Linked DNA regions of Gossypium hirsutum: region 1 is linked to region 2. A link is a contact called in public Hi-C data. All regions are on one chromosome and are shown on one strand. The core of a region is the stretch at or near the end of the contact, and the rest is flanking DNA. Distances in the headings are between cores, read along the strand shown.

The links. A called contact is a pair of places that touch in the nucleus more often than the background predicts.
Region 1: a Hi-C map of leaf shows a contact between it and region 2, with 3 times the contacts expected there. The contact joins the enhancer-like site here to the promoter of LOC107923651 in region 2. A contact is called at or near these places in 2 of 34 Hi-C or Micro-C datasets (both in leaf).

The regions. Positions count from the first base shown.
Region 1 is chrA11:14,404,144-14,407,730 of Gossypium_hirsutum_v2.1, reverse strand. No RefSeq gene overlaps it. Among protein-coding and RNA genes, the nearest start is that of LOC107922727, 4.3 kb to the left of the region's middle. Within about 2 kb of position 1,655, at least 3 of the 9 cell types and tissues checked have an H3K27ac peak or open chromatin away from gene starts, as enhancers often do. A contact at or near this core is called in leaf, where this site is marked.
Region 2 is chrA11:14,226,750-14,230,498 of Gossypium_hirsutum_v2.1, reverse strand. LOC107923651 (sulfate transporter 3.1) reads left to right here and starts at 2,390. Exons shown (of 11, transcript XM_041081130.1): 1 at 2,390-2,878; 2 at 2,998-3,205; 3 at 3,727-3,749. The coding sequence starts at 2,536.

The DNA.
Region 1 (3,587 bases), core at 406-2,905, 180 kb before region 2:
TTCAACTTTACAAAAAAAAAAACATTTTAGTTTTCATTTTTTCTTGTCTTTTTAACCATTAAGCTTACATTTTTTTTTGTCAAATCACCTAAAATGAATGAAAAGTTTAATGTTTTTTAACTTTGTTAACGTTACATACACATGGATTGTCACGTGAATGACATGTCAACGTTTAATTAATTTTTAAAAATTTAAAAACTCAAAAAAATATAAAAACTGTTTTTAAATATTAAAATCATTAAAATTATTAAAAAAATATAAAAGTTATATTTTTAAATTTTAAAAAATTAATTAAATGCTAATGTGTCATCTATGTGGCAATCCACATGTATACCACATTAGCAAAATTAATAAACATTAAATTTTCTATCCATTTTGAGGTGATTTGACAAAAATACAAATTCAAGGGCTAAAAGAGGTGAAAAAAATTAATGGAAGGCTAAATGACTATTTTTTGTAAAATTGGAGGGCCAAAAAGTCATTATATCTTATTTTTTTGATACAATATTAGGGTAGAGAATGGAGATTACACGGTTTAAACCCATACCAAACGAGTTCTAACAAGAGCTTTAACCTTCCATAAAAACCAAGATATGTTTATGTTATTTTTATATGATTGAGTCTTAGTTATTTTTATCATGTTATGTTGATATATATCCTGATAAAATTTGATAGTCTATATTTAGAAAATTCATAATTTTGTACAAAATATTCTATAATGATTGCAGTTAATTATTCATCTGAATTCTCTTTAAATTTTTTTATTGTACAAATTTATTATAAAATATAATTTCAAATCTAATCACATATTGGCAGTGAAGCGAATATGTTGATTGTGGTAAATAATAAGTAGAAAGAGTCACGGATGAGACGAGGGCAGAAGTAGGACCATGCTATCAAGAATTCAAGACTATTATTATTGCAATAACAATAATAATGACATGATTACAAATTTATTTGCTCTTTTTGGTCCCTCCATTCACGGTCTTGCTGGTTTGCACCAATATGATACATAGAATATATATACATGTTATCTTCATCTTCAACTTCATTATATCTACTTGATCCTAATATTTTTGTGGACTTCAATCATTTCTGAAAACTTGAATAACTTTTTACCCCCCCGCAGAGAAATTCCACAGATATCCTGTTTTCCATCTTTTAGAACCTATGCTAAGATCAGGCAGTAAAAATAAAAGTTGAAGACAATTTGTATACCATCATAATAATAATGGTATGGACAGAGAAAAACTTGCCTTGTCCAAAAGACAAAAACTCACATGTCATGCATTGTTTCCTTGGAACAGAACCCCTTTGCAACCCTAAACCATAAAAGAGGTGTCTCCATTTCTCATCTAAAAACACTGATAAAAGGTTAGCAACTTTATGACACAATTAACAAAAATGGCAACTAATCGGGTCGCATACACCATGCATGTGATTATGGTTTAAAATGGTAAATTGTAGCCAAAGGCAAGAACCAACCCTCATGTTAGAACATATTATCGATCATATGATGTTGGGTTCAACATGTGCAAGATATTTAACCTAATGGGACGAAGAAAGTGAATTCGATTTGATAATTTTAGTTCCAGATGGTTATATTGTATTTATGGCTTCATTTTGTTTCTGTCGTTTATGGTCCAAACTCCATCCTATCTTCTCTGAGCCTGGGTAGATAGATATTGTGTTATTGGGCCCAAACAGTACTGGGAGTCACCTCAGTTCTTATTATTCATTTTAACGCCTCACAAAATAATATGATAACACAAATATCTGAATGTGTCAAATTTTTTATACTATAATAAGAGTTGTTAATGCATTAAATTTTAATAAGATTTAAAAATTGTCATTCATCAAAATTTACATAAATATAAAAAGGAGGGATGTTTCAACCATGAATTTATTGATATAATTGTATATGTTATGTCTATCATATTAATTTTAAATATTGTATATAGTGATACTTATTGAACAATTAAAAGTTCTTATATAAAAAAATAGTTAAAAAATTTTAATTTGATAGAAAATAAATATAATAATTAAATTATTAAAATATTAATCATACAAACATATTTTAAAAAAATTCTTTTTAAAAACCATAAAGGATAAAATGTGGAAATTTGGCTCTAATTTATAGCAGGAAAAAAAGAAGAAGGAAAGTACATGCAATTATGTGATATCAAAATTCAAAGAAAAAAACATCCGTAGAAGTAAAAGTTTCTTTTATTTTTTAAAGCCTATGGAGCTCAGCTAGAAAAATCTACTTTTGCCCTTTCCCTTTAATGAAAGGTGGGCCAACTCTCACATTTTGAATTTTGGACAAAAAATCTGAATAAAATATTTCTTTTCCAGCTTTGTTTGGGCAGATTTTTGGGTAATAGCTGATAAACTTGGAGATTTTTAAGTGTCTATATATCTATAATAACTTTAATTATTTTAGAGATATTTTAATATGATTAAAATTTCAATCTTAATTTATTTAAATATGTTTTGTGTCTTTATTTTGAAATGTCAAAATGTAGTAGTATATGAGTTTTGGTGAGAGTTTTGTAATAATCATGAAAGTATTTTATATCCCTTTTGTGAATGTCCTATTAAATTTAAGAGTTTTATTTACTGATTTGCTTTTTAGAATTTTGAGTTTTGTATTCAGAATTTTAAATTAATTTTGGATTTTAAATTTTGTATTCAGAGTTTTAAATTAATTTTCTTTATATTATACTTTGATTTATTTACTCATTTAGTAAAAACTCGAAAACTCATTTACTTATAGTTTTTTCACTTTAAAATTTTTCCATATAAAATATTTATATTCATTATTCACAATTTTTATAATGTAACTAATGACTTTATATTGTAATTATTTCTCCAAGTTCTTTTTTGTTTGCTTTGGGATGCTATGGCTTCAATTTCAAAGTCAGCCTTGTTTGCTTCCTGGGTTTTTTATATGCTCGGTTTCTTTTCTTTTCACCAAAAAATATTAGTATTAATATTTTTAAAAAATCCTCATTTATAATATCATAAAAATATAATAAAAATGTATGAATCATGTGCAAAAATAAGTGTGTAAATTTAAAAAGAAAAATCAAAGCTAACACTGTTATTAAAATAAAAATATTTCACAAGTGACTTACAAGGATGTTATATGTGTTAATAAAATAAGATTGTAACCTAATACATATTCATATTCTGTACTCATTTGATCCTCAATCCTCTTAAAATGAAAAAAATTTCATTTTGACTACTTAAAATTTTTAAAATTTTAAATTAATAAAGATAAAATTATATTTTAACGCCACTAAAAATAATAGAATTTTAACTTAATATTTTAAAAATTATATTTTTACTATTGTAAAAATTATAATTTAGTTTCTATCCCCTAAATAAAATTTTTTACTTTACCCCTAATACATATATTCCGAGATTCAAAAGTAACAGAAAGAAAATGTCATTCAATACGTGTTGGAATCCCAAAATTATTTTCAAAAGAAATTACGAGGATGAATCAGTGTGACTCAGCGGAAATCATGACTCCGATCGTTTCACTGTTTATTGCAGGGACAATTTTTAGCCCCATTTTGGAA
Region 2 (3,749 bases), core at 1,141-3,640:
CTTACTCGAAATCAAATACGATGTCAATGTCCCAGACATGGTCTTACACGTAAATATCAAATCGAGGCCTGTGTCCCAGACACGGTCTTACACGATATTTTAGATCGAAGTCAGCGTTCCTTTAGAAGCATACAGATACTTTTCAGATACTAACATATTATCAGAATTTACCCAGAGTTCATTCATCAAGCTCTCAAAGCCATCCAATACAGATTATATTTTATATGCGCAAAATTTAGTCAATTTAACACGTAATTGTAATTTGACTTACCTCGTACGAATTTCTGATAAAATGAATCGTCTATTCAACTATTTTGGACTTCCCCCGATCTAAGTATGATTTTCTTTGTTTTTGATCTAATACAATTCAAATTAAACCATTCAATCATGCATTTCATTCAAAATAATCCATGAACACATATTTAGGGCACTTTACATTTTAGCCCTTATATTTTCACACTTTGACAATTTAGTTCATTTTTCACAAAATCACAAATATGCATAATTCATTAATATTATAGCTTGGCCAAATATACATGGCTTCCATACAAGCCCAAATAACACATTTAATACAAAATTTAGTCCTTCAAAACCTTATTTTCACAAATTAGCCCAGATAGTTCTATTTCATAAAAAATTCAAGTACAAAGCTTATAAATCATCTACTAAACCTTCATAATTCATCCAAGAACATTACAAAACTCATGATATCAACAATGGAATTTCATGAAATCTTTAACAGAAATAGAAATTCAAACATGGGCTTTGAAGAACACAAAGCAACGATCATAGAAACGTAAAAATTATCAAAAACAAACAAAAATTTGTATCTTAATCAAGGTGAATAAGAGCCAAACCCTAGGAAGCCCTTTTTCTTTCTTTTTCCTTTGATTTTTGGTAAAAACAATGTGTTTATGGCCATTTTCATGTTTTTTTTATATATATTAACTTAATATACCTTTTTACTATTTTACCCTTGTCTTTTAAACATTAATAAACTATTTACTAATGTCTAACAAGGTCATTTAATACATTACATGGTCAATTAACTACATAAGGACTTATTAGTCCAAAGCCATTTCAAAAACATACATTAAAATGTAGCATGCTAATTTTACCTTTTATGCGATTAAATCTTTTTTGTAAAATCGAGCACAGAAACAGACAAATTAAATCACAGAAATTTCACAAATACAAATTCATATATCACAGACATAGAAAATAATATTAAAATATTTTTCGGACTCAAATTTGTGGTCCTGAAACCACTATTCCGACTAGGGCCTAAACCGGACTGTTACAGTGAACCCATAAATTTATGCGAACCTTGTTTAAATATGATACTTTTTTGCATGCATGTTTCTCCTTTTTTTGTGAAGCATGTTATTTAGTGAAGCTATGATGTATGAGCTATTTAGGTGTTAAGTTAACTATTAATATTTTGTGAACTTAATATTCAAAATTACTGTATGCAATTTATCAAATCCTGCGAACTCATGTAATTTTGTGCGAACTTATATTTGTGTGTTGGTTTGCAATCTCTTGTGATGATAAGGCATGCGAGCTATGTCTAATTGTGATGCGAAGCCTTTAAGTGTGATGTGAATCTATAAATATTTTTTAAGTGTTGGAATTATTGTATTGCATAATAGTGAACTCTGATTTATTTTGCATGTGAACCCTTGTGTTTTATGAATATATGGTTTTTCGCTGCTTTGTTAAAGAGTAACACTATGTTTGCATGCTATGTATAAGTAGTGTCTTGGAGGTTAGGTTTGAAATTATCAGAGAGTCACTTTAGTTACTAATATGGCACGTCGGATTCGGGTCGAATCTTCCTGACGAGGTTTAGGGTGTTACATATATAATTTATTTAAAATATATAATATTATTTTATAAAAAAATATTTAACTGGGTTAATAACATTAATTCACTCGCATAGTTAAATATTAGCATGGATATTTAGTTTCTATATAAGGTAGGTTCGTAAGACAGAATCACCAGAAATTAACTGCAATTTTTCTACGTGGCAAGCGCAGACTTGTTTAGGTAGATTTGCAATGAAAGGTTAACACGTACCATGGCGTCGCCGTTAACGTAGTCTTCCTTCCAAAGTAGAAATTTGGAAACTAAAACAAACGTGAACTTCCAGGATTTTGCTCTCCATTCCATCTTTAGCTGGCTGAACAGACCTCCCCCTTAACACAAAAAATCTGCACGAGGTGGCCAACCCCAATATTTTTTATTATTAAAATATAATAAACTTTGAATGCTTGGTGAAGGAGAGAGGGACTTAACATTCAGGCGGGCCCCTTAACCCACTCACCCTACTGAATCCAATGAATCCTCTTCTTGCATCATTGCCCCTTCTATAAATACATCCACCTAAGGTATCCCATTTCACATCCCCCCAGCACTTACTCTCCCTTCCTCTTTCCATCTTCTTTCTTCTATTCAATCTCCTCCACACACACACACACACACACACACATATATCTCTGCTGCTAAACTCAATTAATAACAGCATATACTTTGATGGGCAACGCTGATTATCTGTACCCTTCCACCAATGAGTACCGTCAATGTGCTCACCCAGTGGCGGTTCCTCCGCCACAACCATTCTTCAAGTCATTCAAAAACTCTCTCAAGGAGACGTTTTTCCCAGATGACCCTCTTCGACAATTCAAGAACAAAACACCCTCTCGGAAGTTTTTTCTGGGACTGCAATATTTCTTGCCCATTCTTGAATGGGGTCCTCGTTACACCTTCCAGTTCTTGAAATCTGACCTTATTTCGGGGATCACCATAGCCAGTCTTGCTATCCCTCAGGGTATTAGCTATGCAAAGCTAGCTAACTTGCCGCCTATACTCGGCCTATGTAAGTTCCTAAATATTAAAAACCTAAATAGATTACTACACACAACTCTTTTGTTTCAGTGGGTTGACTCGTGAATAGTAATTTACTGATCAACTTTTTCTTCGGTGGGAAAAATAAAGATTCAAGCTTTATTCCACCACTGATTTATGCGATGATGGGAAGTTCAAGAGATTTGGCAGTAGGGACTGTTGCAGTTGCATCACTTCTCATAGGTTCTATGTTGGGGGACGAAGTAAACGCTACTGAGAATCCTACGCTTTATCTTCACCTTGCTTTCACAGCAACTTTTTTCGCCGGCCTTCTGCAAGCTTCCTTAGGCCTCTTAAGGTACATTAATTCAGCCACCCACTTACTCTCTTGTTTCCCGTTTTGGAGGACATTGGTTAATAATATAATGAAAATTACACTTAAAATATAAGTAAAGTATATGCCAATATGGGTTAAAAACAAGATCTAGAAAGGCGGCATTTTTTGTTATAGCGTCTTAAATTTGACAAAAAAACAGAAGGGATTACAGCACAACATACGTACTTTGTCTTCTCGCTGCTGGAATTATTGTCCTCTGCTGCTGGCTGGCTGGATATGTATTTTCTAAAAAATTTCATGTCCAGTAAGAATTTTAAAAAAATTAAGGAATTATTGCTATATATGTCATAGAGAATCTACACAGAATACGATTGAACCATTGTTTTCACAATCGCAATTGTCATTTATTGTTTGATACAACTAAAAAAGCCTAAAAAAAAAAGAAAATACATGGTAGAAATAATAATTAAATTAGCTGATATTCTATTTCTTCATGGTAAATTCTAAAATTTACTTAAAATTTTTTGTGGTGTTTTTTGCAGGGTAGGGTTTATAGTCGATTTCC